Linked DNA regions of Mus musculus: region 1 is linked to region 2. Evidence: chromatin contacts called from public promoter capture Hi-C data. All regions are on one chromosome and are shown on one strand. Each heading gives the region's core, a stretch centred on a gene start, on an enhancer-like site or on the middle of the called end of the contact. The rest is flanking DNA. Distances are from core to core; before and after follow the strand shown. Region 1 holds the start of Pgr (progesterone receptor). Region 2 holds the start of Birc2 (baculoviral IAP repeat-containing 2).

Region 1 (7,036 bases), core at 2,804-5,303, 1.1 Mb after region 2:
AAAATGTGATCAATCAAAACATAAATTGATCAAAATAATCTCTATCAGACAGTTCCAATTGACAAAGAACTTAAAGATGAACATGCCTGGAGGTCTTAAACCCATCGATGAGTTGTATCAGTTGCTAAAAGAGCTAAAAGGTATCTTAGCAGATGGTTTTTGACAAGTTCATACATGTATACAATGTTCTTGATCACACCTAAGCACCCCACCTCTCCCTTACTAATCCTGGCTATCTCCAACAAACTTCCCTCCCACCTTCATTGTCTCTTCCTTTGTTTTACATGCAGTGAGTTTAGTTGGTGCTTTCCACTTGATCATGCATAAGCTACCAGTGACTACACCCAGTCCCAATTACTCCCTCTTCCTAGTAGCTGCCAACTAGCTACAAGCGGTGTTAATGATCCCCCTTCCCAATCTATACCAGAAATCTGTTTGCCACTTATTCTTAGCATTTTGAGCAGATAATCTTTAAAAGCCAATAAGTATGTGCTCAGACCCAGAGATATATGGAAGAAGATATACAGAAAACAAACAAGGGAAGGAAGGTGAGCATCATACGTCTTTAGAGCAAAACCAAAATCCCACTGAGATTACTTCACACACTTCATACATTTGCTGAAATAAAAAAAAATATTGACCAACTGTTTCTCAGGTTATGGCATAATTAGAACTCCAGCAACGTAGGGTGAAAGAAAAATGGGGCAGCCACTGTGGAAAGTGATTTGACAGTTGTCTGCACACCTACGGTGTTGTGTGCACACCTAGGTATAGGTCCATTGGGAATGCTATAATAAAGCACCATTTCTTCAATGGGTAGCTTCGATACACCAGAAGGATAGCTACCTTGCACAGATCAGAGCATCATCCAAGTGGCAGATTCAATTTCTGGGGAGATTTTTCTCTCTGGTGCATAGATGATACTTCTTACAATCTTACCATGGGGCAGGAGTGACTAAGCAACTGTCCATTATACATTACCTTCTCAGCAGCCCAATCTCCAAGGATTGTGATGATGGCAATGCAGCCAATGTATGAAGTCCATGGAGATCACAAGAAGGCCACAGAACACATGAATATAGCCTAGCCATTTCACTTCTGAATACTTTTCTAAGAAAAATTAAAACATATGTATATAAAGACAGGAATACACATGGTAAATTTCTAGCCAATCATAAACCATACAACTGTCAACTGTCAGCATAGGCAAACACAACATGTTATAGTCATTCAGTGTATTTCTAACTTTGCAATAGAGTAAACTATTGATTTCTAGTATAAATAGTTGAAACTCAAAGAGTTGGACCAAAAATAAGAAGAGCATATTATATAAACTGGAGTGGAAGTTTTCATTTCTAATATCATTTTTTTTTCAAATAAAATAATTTAATTCCAAGGAGAAATGGCTGATTCTAGGAGGATAGAGGTAGCAGGCAAAACATCTCCAAAGAAGCTTGGAGAACCAAAGAGAACTTTTTTTATTGACTCCAGAGAACCAAAGAAAAAGTATTCAAAATAGTTTACTCCATGCCCATGCACCTTTGCCACACAGATCAACAAAGCGTGTCACCTGGCACAGAGGACAGCAAAGGAGCCCCGAGTACTCAAAGTGTATCATAGTGGTCTACACAAAAGACCGGATAAAGTGGTACTAGGGCTCAACTGTGTTCACCCATGCAGAATTACAGATTAAGCTTTCAGTTAATTGCTCCATCTTGGAGTAGAGAATGTAACTTCCTGCTCCCACATGCTTCCACTCATATTGACTCTTACTGCTCATAGTGACTTACTTCCCAAATGTGGAACTAATACCCATATGAAGGACCCTGAGAATCACTGCTTCACACAGGTGCTCAAGGCCAACAGCCTACTGTGAGTCCTGTCAGTGTGAACCCTTTAAACACCACTTGCCAAGTTTAACTTTCCTTCCCAAATCCATGAGCCATGACCACTTAAAGAATGTCACCCTACAAGAGTTCTCAGGAGTATCGAGGTCATGAAATACAAGGGATGTCTGAGATCCATCATAGCCAAGAGGATTCTGGGAAACAATGATAACAATGAAACAAGTTGTTACAGGTAGAATGTTAGAAAAGAGAACAGATATTGAAAGAAAACTGTATATATTCTGGGCATTAGTTAACAACCATGCACCTGCCTGAGCTCACTAATAACAACATGCAGGAAGCTGCACAGTTACTCTGTATTCGCTGGTAGATTTTGCTATGAATCTAAAACTATTCTGAAAAGGGATGCCAGTTGATATAAAGTCTTAAAAAAAAAAACTTATGTCGAAGACAGAGCATAACCTAACACCTAGTAAAGCAGACAAGGATCTTTAGACGTCCTAGTGTACAGTGATAGGATGCAGATCATCGTCCTAGTGTACAGTGATAGGATGCAGATCATCGGTTACTGTGTGGGTAGTAATGTTGCAAAGAAAGGAGGAGGAAGGACAGTATGCAGAGATTTTAAAGGGAATGTGTGCACTTTTGGAGGCAAGTTTTCAATATCTTACTCTGTCTTTAGTCAAGGTTCCCCATATACATTATACATGTATATGCTCCTATAGGAGACTACCTGCTAGCCTCATTTCTTTGCTTCCCACACTTATTTCTATGCACTGTCCAGAATGCCTCCACCCCCAGCTCCCACACTCCGGTTTTACCATTTGATACCATAAAGACATACAATAACTGCTTCCTTGAATTCTCTTCTCCCTCCCTAATTCTCACACATTTAAAATTAGTCAGCAATATCTCATTGCTGGAATAGTCCACACCCAAGCCCAATGGTCCAGTGTAACAGCAGCAATTCACGACTATGTAGCACCTCCCTGGTGATTGACATCTAGGCACCTTGCCTCCAGCAGCTCTGCCATCTCTGCAGTTTTGGAGCCTTTCACAAATCTTCTAGACCTGGCTGAGAATAACTGCAGGCTTCAGCATTAAAATGGCCTGGAAACACTCAAAGGCATTTCCCAAACGACTAACTCACTTTTGAATAGCGATGTGTCACGGCATCCACTGACTGGGCTTGAGAGTGGACAGCTTATGACGGTGTATAAAATAAATCATATTACTCTCTCCCCTCCACAGTGTTCTCATGACTTTAAAGGTGATTTATTCTTAAAGCTCAATGGTAATTATTCTAAGAGTAGAGAAACATAGAGGGGAGAAAATGCCATTTAGCTTTCCCAGTGGAAAACTTAATATGTGATGTAGATATTTAGTAAGGACTGAAGAGAACCTCATGAAAATCAGAACAAACAGAATATGACACTCAATGTCCAAACTCCCCATACAGGCAGCGATGTGTTACCAACTGTCTTCCATCCTTAACTGCTAAGTCACATTGGTGGCCCACTTGTCACAAGAATAGTTTGAGCGTGTTAGAGGAAGGCTGGACAGGCAGCCAGTAAGGTTGTTCAGTGTCAAACTCAGGATGAGTTCTATCTCCAGAATCTGCATGGTTCAAGGAGGAAATCCACTCTTTGGGGCTAGTCTTAGACTACCATATGCACGCGACACATGCAAGCACTCACACATATACACACAGAGCACTTGCTGCTCCTGCAGAGAACCCCAGTTAGGACCTCAGCACCTATATCAGAGCACCTGCAACTTCACCTCTGAGGGCTCTCACCCTCTCTGCTGACGTCTGAGCAACTATATAACCATGTAACATACACTCCCAGAGACATATACACGTAATAAAATGAAAATACTTGAGATCATTTTATACCTTTTATACAAAAAATAAAATGTCACGATATGTCACTGTCTGTGTTGAATATTTACAAATATTTTCAAATCCTGAAATCTTTACAACAACTTTGCTTTTTATAGGGTGGGGCTGGCATGCTTCTTAATTCAGTACAAATTCTGATATGTTTAGATTTCTTCTCAAAGCATCTGATATTCCAGGTGGAATCAGACTAGTGAGTAGCTGGAATTCCAACGCCAGAGATTTAGATCTAGCCAGTGATTGGCTAGGGAGGGGCTTTGGGCGGGCCTTCCTAGAGCGCCAACGCTTGCTAGAAAGCTATGGAGCCAGTCTAGACTGTCACTATCAGTCTTTGTAGTATTTACGGGTGCGAGGATTCTGACATTCTGCTAACTTCTCTTAGCTTTACTAGAGCAACCTGCAACCAGAACTCGCTGGGATTGTAGAGAACCTAGGGAGCCATAGAGACTGTCGCTGCAGGAGAACGAGTAAGAATGGGCTACGTCTTAGCCCCAGGTTTTTGGTGAGGACTGTAAAGCAAACTTCCTAGGATGTCTAGGTTTCAACAAACATAAGAAGTCCGGAGATAGCGGGAGTCCTTTTTTTCAGCACCGGCCACACCAGTTCCGGGTCTCCCATTCAAGAAGAAACACGAAAAAAAGTCTCTCGAATAACTCCCAGTTCTCAGACCAGACCAGCTTGCTCCAGCTACTTCTTCCTGTCCTCACCCCACCGCGACCGGGACAGCGCGACTACCACCCTTCCTCTGCGTCTGGGTGGAGGGTAAGGACAGGAGCTGACCAAGACCGCCCCTCCCAACCAGGAGGTGGAGATCCCACGGGTCCTGCGACTCTACACCCACTTCCTCCTCCCTCTGCCCCTATATCACCGGCACCCCCTCCTCCTTCCCTTTTCCCTCCTCCCAGGAGACAGGGGAGGAGAAAAGGGGAGCTTGGGTCGTCATGACTGAGCTGCAGGCAAAGGATCCGCAGGTTCTCCACACGTCTGGCGCTTCGCCCTCCCCCCCACACATCGGGTCCCCCTTGCTTGCACGCTTGGACTCAGGTCCCTTCCAAGGGAGCCAGCACTCGGACGTGTCGTCTGTAGTCTCGCCTATACCGATCTCCCTGGACGGGCTGCTTTTTCCTCGGTCCTGCCGGGGTCCCGAGCTCCCAGACGGAAAGACAGGGGACCAGCAGTCGCTGTCCGACGTGGAGGGAGCTTTCTCTGGGGTAGAAGCCACTCATAGGGAAGGAGGCAGAAATTCCAGAGCCCCGGAGAAGGACAGCAGACTCTTAGACAGTGTCTTAGACTCGTTGTTGACTCCCTCCGGGACCGAACAGAGTCACGCCAGCCCTCCAGCCTGCGAGGCCATCACTTCCTGGTGTCTCTTTGGGCCAGAGCTTCCAGAAGACCCCCGCAGTGTCCCTGCTACCAAAGGGTTGTTGTCCCCGCTCATGAGTCGGCCAGAGATCAAGGCTGGCGACAGCTCCGGGACAGGAGCAGGACAGAAGGTGCTGCCCAAAGGACTGTCACCACCCAGGCAGCTGTTGCTCCCTACCTCGGGGAGTGCTCACTGGCCCGGGGCAGGGGTGAAGCCGTCCCCGCAGCCAGCTGCAGGGGAGGTGGAAGAGGACAGTGGCCTGGAGACCGAGGGCTCTGCAGCTCCGCTTCTAAAGAGCAAACCTCGAGCACTGGAAGGCACCGGCAGCGGAGGAGGAGTCGCAGCCAACGCGGCCTCAGCGGCCCCAGGCGGTGTCACTCTGGTCCCAAAGGAAGATTCACGGTTTTCTGCTCCTAGGGTCTCCTTGGAGCAAGACTCTCCCATTGCCCCCGGGCGCTCCCCACTGGCCACCACAGTGGTGGATTTCATCCATGTGCCCATCCTGCCTCTGAACCACGCACTCCTGGCCGCCCGCACCCGGCAGCTGCTGGAGGGGGACAGCTACGACGGCGGGGCCACAGCCCAGGGCCCTTTTGCCCCGCCTAGGGGCTCGCCCTCCGCGCCATCCCCGCCGGTGCCCTGCGGTGACTTCCCAGACTGCACCTACCCTCTGGAAGGCGACCCCAAAGAGGACGTGTTCCCTCTTTACGGCGACTTCCAGACGCCTGGCTTGAAGATCAAGGAGGAGGAGGAGGGCGCGGATGCTGCTGTGCGCTCGCCGCGCCCCTACCTGTCGGCTGGAGCCAGCTCCTCCACCTTCCCAGACTTCCCGCTGGCACCCGCGCCGCAGCGAGCGCCATCCTCCAGGCCCGGAGAAGCGGCGGTGGCCGGCGGACCCAGCAGCGCCGCGGTGTCGCCAGCGTCCTCCTCCGGCTCCGCGCTGGAGTGCATCCTGTACAAAGCGGAGGGCGCGCCGCCCACGCAGGGTTCGTTCGCGCCACTGCCGTGCAAGCCCCCAGCCGCCGGCTCCTGCCTACTACCCCGGGACAGCCTGCCGGCCGCCCCGGCCACCGCCGCAGCACCCGCCATCTACCAGCCGCTCGGCCTCAATGGGCTCCCGCAGCTGGGCTACCAGGCCGCGGTGCTCAAGGACAGCCTGCCCCAGGTCTACCCGCCATACCTTAACTACCTGAGGTGAGCACTTGCAGGCAGCCCTGCCCTGCTCCATTCCCCCATCATCTCTGGGTGGCAGGATGGCCGCGGGGGCTTGTGGAGCTGGTCTTTGGAGACCCAACAGGCATTGTCCATTGCCTCCCTTTTTCTTACATTTGTGTGTGTGGTGCGGGCATAAAAGGGAGTGCAGATATACCATTTTATTGTGTACCATTCTCCCAAACATTGCCTGCAAACTTCCTGAAGCCTGAGCACCCAGGTTCAAACCCTGAGGCCTCGCTCTAAGATCTTTGATTGTGCTGAGGATTTGTTGGGGACTTCATTAAATACTTTGTAAGAAGGACACCCCCCCCCTCCGTGTGTGTGTGTGTGTGTGTGTGTGTGTGTGTGTGTGTGTGTGTGTGTGTTGGGGAGGCTGAGATGTAAAAGCCAGTTTTTCTGGAAGGGGTGGGGCTTAACTGTGGCTTCAGAACTGAAATCAGAAAGCCCTTAGGGATCTATCTGCACAGGTCTCTGGCCTGATTTTCCTAGGAACATCAAGAGTGTGGTAAACTGCAGGAGGGAAGTGTTTGAATGGTGGGTTTAAACAACAATTGCAGGCGACCAGAGCATGGAACGCTCACACTGGTGCAGACAACTTTACTCCCCTCATATATGTCTTCAAGAGCATTTTCCCCACATACTGAAGTAATGGACTTGAAAAGGAAAAAACATGCTCAAGTTTTAGAGTCTCAGATGCAGTGACTAGGCAAA
Region 2 (6,597 bases), core at 1,029-3,528:
CTTAAACATGACATCTGAACTACTCCTTTTCCTATGAAATGAAAGGAACTGAGTGAAGTCTGCAGCTGGTTTTCCTTAGAGAAGATGTCATACAGTATTCTCTAAAGTGGGTTACATCAACTGCAGCAGTCAGCTCAGGTCTATTAAGACTACAGTATTCACTGTAAAGGAACTGCGCTTAAAGCACAGACTGTTAACTCCCTCACTGTTAAATCTTCTATATCACCACCTTGACTCTGTATATATCATGTGAATACATCTGGTCAACAGACAGTATTTTGCACATAAACCTAAGACTGCATTTTATAAAGTCCGCCTGTGTTTAAGGCCCTTTCCACTATAAGTCTGTTATAATTAAGAACGAATCAATTCAAGACATGGCTTTCTTTTGTTACCTCAAATAACTAAGAATCTGTTTTAGCAAAGCTTTTCTGTTGCACTAGCCTTCTTTTTGAAAACTTCGTATTTTATATAACTAATCATACACAAGAACACACTGCAAAGCAAACCGCAGCGTCTTATAGAAATGTTCAGATGTCCATGAGTGGGCTGATTTCTAGAAAAACATAAGAGAACATGAAGACTCTTGAGGACTATCAATCTGAAAGAAAAAAAAATATTTTAGAAAACTAATTACACAGAATTGTCATCATCAATTTATTCAGTAATGTCTAAAAATGACACACTCTAGATAACAAATCTTGACTACAGCAGTTCCTCACCCAACCAGTCTACTTAGAAAGGGTCTAAATCAAAACACACCACTGCAAAAGCATTCTCAAAGTACTAGTTATGCTTGTCTTTAAAATGCATAGCTCAGTATAGTTTAAAAATTAAAACTTTGAAAACAATGGACATTTCCATTTGTCAAAAACTGGCCCCCGATTTTCAAGTTTGTTCCTTTTATATATTATTTATTTACTATTAGAAAAAAATGTACTATACTTCATGAACTTTTTTTTTTTTTAAGGGACAGGGTCTTATTCTGTAGACTAGGCTGGCTAGAAAGTCAATATAACCCAAGCTGGTTTTAAAACTTTTTGGAATTCTCTTGCTTCAGCCTTCCAAGTGCTAGGACCACACTACCACCAGGCTCTTTTCGTTTTCTGATTTAAAGATATTTTGATATGCACTTCACTGGAGACAAAAGGCACCATAAATAGTGGAAAGGTAGTCTGTAAGGCTACTGATATAGCTCCATGTTAGAGCACTTGCCTTGCAGGTAAAGAACCCTAAGTTTAATCACAAGAAAAAAATTATATATACTTTTATATTCTATTAAAACATTTAATTGAAATATATAATACAGATATAAGTACATATAAAATATATTTATACACATAAACATATGTTAAGTTATAATACAATATAAAATAAATAATATATACGATATTTTCTATTATATTAAAATATAAATATTTCCTGAGGATTCCCGAGGTATACTTGCAATTTTAATCTCAACACTTGGAAGACAGATGCGGAATGAAACGCTCCTGCCGGACAGAACATTTGAACTAGCCAGGGCTAAATTAGCCAAGATAAAGGCACCGGGAAGAGCTCATAAACGGAATCCGTGAAGGACAACCATTCCCTAACCACCACAGGTAACATCTCAAAACCAAAAAAGTACAAGTGCCGGTAAAGCAGTGGCCTGAACAAAGCTACCACTACCCGTGTGGCCTAACTACACTAGCTGTTACAACGCCAGCAAGCACCCAACCGACACGGCTCTACGCCCACTGCAGGGGGGCGACACGTAGCTTGGAGAGACAAGAATGGAGAACACCTTTCCCAGTTAAACCAAACCTCTCACACGACTACTGGGGACAAGTAGTAACTGATGTGACAACCGTCATCCCCCTGCCGCACAACTTAGTTTAAAGGCATTAAATGCCGCGGGCTTAAAGCTTAAAAACCTGCAGAAAATCTGAAGAGACAGCCGAGGTGCTGCACACCAGTAATCCCAGCACCTAGAACGATTGGAGGCAGGAGGATTGCCGCAAATTCGAGACTAGCCTGGGTTGACTGAAAAAATAAACCGAAAGGAAAAGAAAGCAAAACTGTTATACAAGTCCAAGCCCAAGGACTTAGGCAGGGAGCGGGGGTCGGGCGGCCCTGAGAACTGCCTTCCGGGCCGAAGGAGGAGTCAGCTAGCCCGCCCAGCCGTCGAGAGCCACGCTCGCCCGTCCTGACGAAGGCAGCCGCACTCACCACCGAGTCAGGCCCCCGGCGCCCTGGAAGCAGAGGCGCCTGATTGTTGATCCGCAGCCTTCCCAAAAGCCCCTGCGGCCAGCGGGCCGTTGAGGTGACGTCAGCAGACGCGCACCGCAAGTTGGAACGCGTGGAGGACGGGGTGGGGCTGTGGGCCAGTCGCGCGCGCCTGCGCCTGCGCTCGCGCCTGCGTGCTCGGGCTTTGGAAGCTAAACGTTCGGGCCGCTGGGACTCGGACGAATAAGGCTAGGCTTTCCCGAGCGTCCGTCCTTGCCCCACTGCCTCCGCTGGGCGTTCCGGACTTTGATGCCATGTGTTTTAACCTGCAGTGCACCTTTAATGGCGGCAGCCCTGAGCCGCGCCTCCTAGCTCCCTGTATTTTCCGGCCTCACCCTGCAAGGGTCCTAGACAGGCACTAAGGCAAACGTGGCGTCATAGGTAAGGCGGCTCAGGCTCGTGAGCTGGCCTCGAAACGCCTGAGTAAAGCGGAATGCACGCGTGTGCGTGTACATTAAATATAATTTGGTTTTTTTGTAAGATGGGCTTTAACATTTTTGACAAGTGGGCTCCTCTGGCAGGCCGGCATGGTGGCGCTCACCTCGAATCCTAGAAATTCAAACCCAGTTGGGGCGAGGAGGTAGTTATGCATTTTTAAATTATTATTTTTTTTAAAAAGTGCTCTTGCAGGCGACCCAAATTAAGCGCATCAGGCCATAAATTTAAAAAGTAAGGAAAAGGCTGCGGACTAGTTTGGAGGAAGGCATTGAAGGGTTAACAGTATAATGGGAGAGAGTATGATTAAAGCGCACTATATATCTGTGATGAGATTGTAGAAGAATACGTTTAAAACTGGAAAAATAACCCTGACTTCATTGTTCACTAGCAGTCTGTCTCCCCACCCCCCACCCTCTGCTGCCTTTCCCGTACCGAAAGTGCTGCAAAATCATTAGCATTCAGGGTAGGACTTTCTGATGTCCCCACCCCCACCCCCGCGGCCCTGTTTGGCTTGGATGATTTGTTATGGTTAGTTTTGCAGTTTTTTTATTTGTTTGTTTAAGAAAGGATTTTATTGTAGGGCCCAGACTAGCCGAGGATTTAGCATCCTACCTCAGCCTCCAGTGTGCTGATTAGAAATGTAGGCTACTACCAGTGAGGTTTCTACAGTTTAATTTACTTTAGACTTGAAGGTCTTAACGAATGAATCAGATCTTCTCTCCGGGGGAATTCCATGTTAAATGGGCAAATATTTTAAAAACTTAGAAGTAAAACAGACCGCTAAATTAGGCTGCCAGGGGAATTCCGGGACCCTGAACCGTTTCCCATTTTCTTTCCCGTCATTTCTGCTGCAAGTCGGTCAGTCACAGAACAGGCAGTCTTCTGGTCTAAATGCTGATAATAAAAAGAAAGTATTCATGACAGTTTCTGATACACAGAAAAGACGTGCCAAGGTTCCCAGTGACTAAACTTCCAATGGTACACATGTGCCAATGCCTTGTTCAAGTCACTACTTCTTGGAAAGTTACACAAAACATTCCTAATATGTGTGGGAATCTAGCAGGGCCTGTGCACATTGAATTCAAGAATATGTCTCTCTCAGTTCTTGTCCTGACCTACTTCAGTATTTAGGAAATTTTCAATGCCCAAAACTCAGACGTTTTAGAACTTATTACTTCTTTTATAATATATAATCTTGGAGTCCAGTTGTTTATTTTGTTGACCATTAATTCAACTAAGACTTTCCCTATTGCCCATGTAGAGTTTGGTAATTTTGAAAAATATATTTTATTATTATATAATACACATATATACATATACTGATGTGGTTATCATGACATCTTTCATTTTATATACAAAAAAGTATACAGTTCAGAGTGGAGAGATGGCTCAGTGGTTAAGAGCACTGACTGCTCTTGCAGAGGTTCTGAGTTCAATTCCCAGCAACCACATGGGGCTCACAACCATCTGCAATGGGGTCTGATGCACTCCTCTGGGGTGTCTGGAGAGAGTAATGGTGTACTCATATACATAAAATAAATAATTTTTTTAAAAAAAGTATACAGTTAAAGACACTTTTGAAGAAAAATATGATTGAAAAGACTTCTACAACATAAATTGTATAATAAAACCAGGGGCTGGAGAGATAGTAATTAGAGCACTGGCTGCTCTTACACAAGACCCTTGTTCAGTTCCTAAAATCCACATCCTAGTTCACATCTGTAACTAGAGTTCCAAAGGATTTGACACCCTCTTCTGACCTCCATGGGCACTGCATGAAAGTTAATGCGGTGCCCAATCCCATTCAAGCAAAACGCACATCCAATAACATATATAAATGAATAAAAAGCGTAAGTCTGCACATTCTTGTTCATATGCCTTTCTCTGTTTGCTAAATCTCAGAGTCCGCTCAGAATTAGCACACAGAGACACAAATTTAGTAGTATTGGTGATACACAGCATAGGTTCAGCATAATATTATACTATAACTTAAATATTTGACTTAAAATTCAATGAAGTGGCAGGGATAGTGGCTTAGGTAAGAGGATTTGTTTCAAGATCAAGGCCGGTCTGGGGAGGAGGTGGACTGTGTACAGTGAGAGAGAGAAAAGAAATAGGGAGAATTCGAGAGGCCAAAATGTCTGGATTGCATTCCCCCTCTGGGGAGAAGGGCAGCCCAGCCCCTGGGTTGGAAAATTCAGTGTTAGGAGCAGGTTATGCTGGATAAGGACTAAGGGATGCTGGGAGAACCTGAAGGCCAGGTCTGCTGTGATATGTAAAATGTGCACCTCAGTCCTTTGTCCCAGGTCTGAAACCAAACATTAATTTGTCCAACAATCACTTGTTTTGTTTCATCTTGTTTGGGTGGCATTTGGGATGGACCAAGGGTTTTCTGCATGCTAGGGAAGCATCCTATAACTAAGCATCCTATAACTAAGCATTCTATGACTAAGCATTCTATGACTAACTAAACATTCTATGACTAAGCATCCTATAACTAAGCATCCTATAACTGAGCACTCTATAACTAAGCATTCTATAACTAAGCATCCTATAACTAAGCATTCTATGACTAAGCATTCTATGACTAACTAAACATTCTATAACTAAGCATCCTATAACTAAGCATCCTATAACTAAGCATTCTATGACTAAGCATTCTATGACTAACTAAACATTCTATAACTAAGCATCCTATAACTAAGCATCCTATAACTAAGCATTCTATGACTAAGCATTCTATGACTAACTAAACATTCTATGACTAAGCATCCTATAACTAAGCATCCTATAACTGAGCACTCTATAACTAAGCATTCTATAACTAAGCATCCTATAACTAAGCATTCTATGACTAAGCATTCTATGACTAACTAAACATCCTATAACTAAGCATCCTATAACTAAGCATCCTATAACTAAGCATCCTATAACTAAGCCACATCCACAGTCCCTTTAGCTTAACTTTTTAATTTTTTATTTCGTGGGGTATAGGTGTATGTACATGCCACGTGGAAATCAAAAAACTTACAGGAGGAGTCAGCTCTCTTCTGCTATCTGTGTTCAGTTGCTTACACTTGTGGCCAATGCCTTTACCCACTGAACCATCTTACAGGCCCAACAGAGAGTATTTCAGTGAAGTTTTAAACAGATTGTTCTATTCTGAATGAGAATAAGTATTTCCTATGCACCAACTGTATAAGTAATATTTTGTATGTTTTAAGAATAATTAAGCAAATATAAGGCTGGATGTCATGGTACACATGTGTAATCCCACTAGCTGAGAGATTGGTACAGGATGTCTTTGAGTTTTAGACTAACCTGGACCCTGTAGCAAGTTCCAGACAAATCTAGGTGATGAATCTGTCTCAAAATTTTAAAAAAAAATTAAAATTATGTAAAACAGGGCTGGAGAGATGGCTCAGCATGTAAGAGCACTGATTGTTCTTCCAGAGGTCCTGAGTTCAATTCCCAGCAATTGTGAGACCCTGACTTAAAGCGTTTCTCCCTGAAAGGTAAAGCCCTTAAACGTTCCCCCAAGCTTGTTTTCCCTGATCTCTAAAAATACAGCCAGAAAGAAGCTCTTTGTTCTTTATAGCCAGCAAAAAGCCTTTTTGTTTCTATACCTTACAACGAGAGATGCGATAATTGTAAAAAGACCTAGCCAGGCTCTTGCCTGGCTCCCTGTGCCAAGGACACGGAGATAAACTCCACAAAGAAGAGCTACAACTCACTCCCCACTCCTCGTGCCTTGTAATTTTACCAAGGACACCCACCAGAGAAGAGCTGTAGCCAAACTCCTCCCAACTCCTCCCAATTCCTCACTTTTTCTGTAAGACTCCCGAAGCTGGGCCTCCACTCAAGTTCCGGGATGGGCTGGCCTGTACTCCA

The links. Promoter capture Hi-C pulls out the DNA fragments that hold promoters and counts their contacts.
Region 1: a contact with region 2 is called in a promoter capture Hi-C map of hippocampal neurons, with 4 times the contacts expected there. The contact joins the promoter of Pgr here to the promoter of Birc2 in region 2. A contact is called at or near these places in 1 of 39 promoter capture datasets (hippocampal neurons) and 1 of 115 datasets of contacts at active chromatin or transcription factors (astrocytes).

The regions. Positions count from the first base shown.
Region 1 is chr9:8,895,780-8,902,815 of GRCm38.p6, forward strand. It overlaps Pgr (progesterone receptor), which reads left to right and starts at 4,054. Exons shown (of 8, transcript NM_008829.2): 1 at 4,054-6,304. The coding sequence starts at 4,689.
Region 2 is chr9:7,834,779-7,841,375 of GRCm38.p6, forward strand. Birc2 (baculoviral IAP repeat-containing 2) reads right to left here and starts at 2,279. Exons shown (of 8, transcript NM_007465.3): 1 at 2,212-2,279; 2 at 1-601.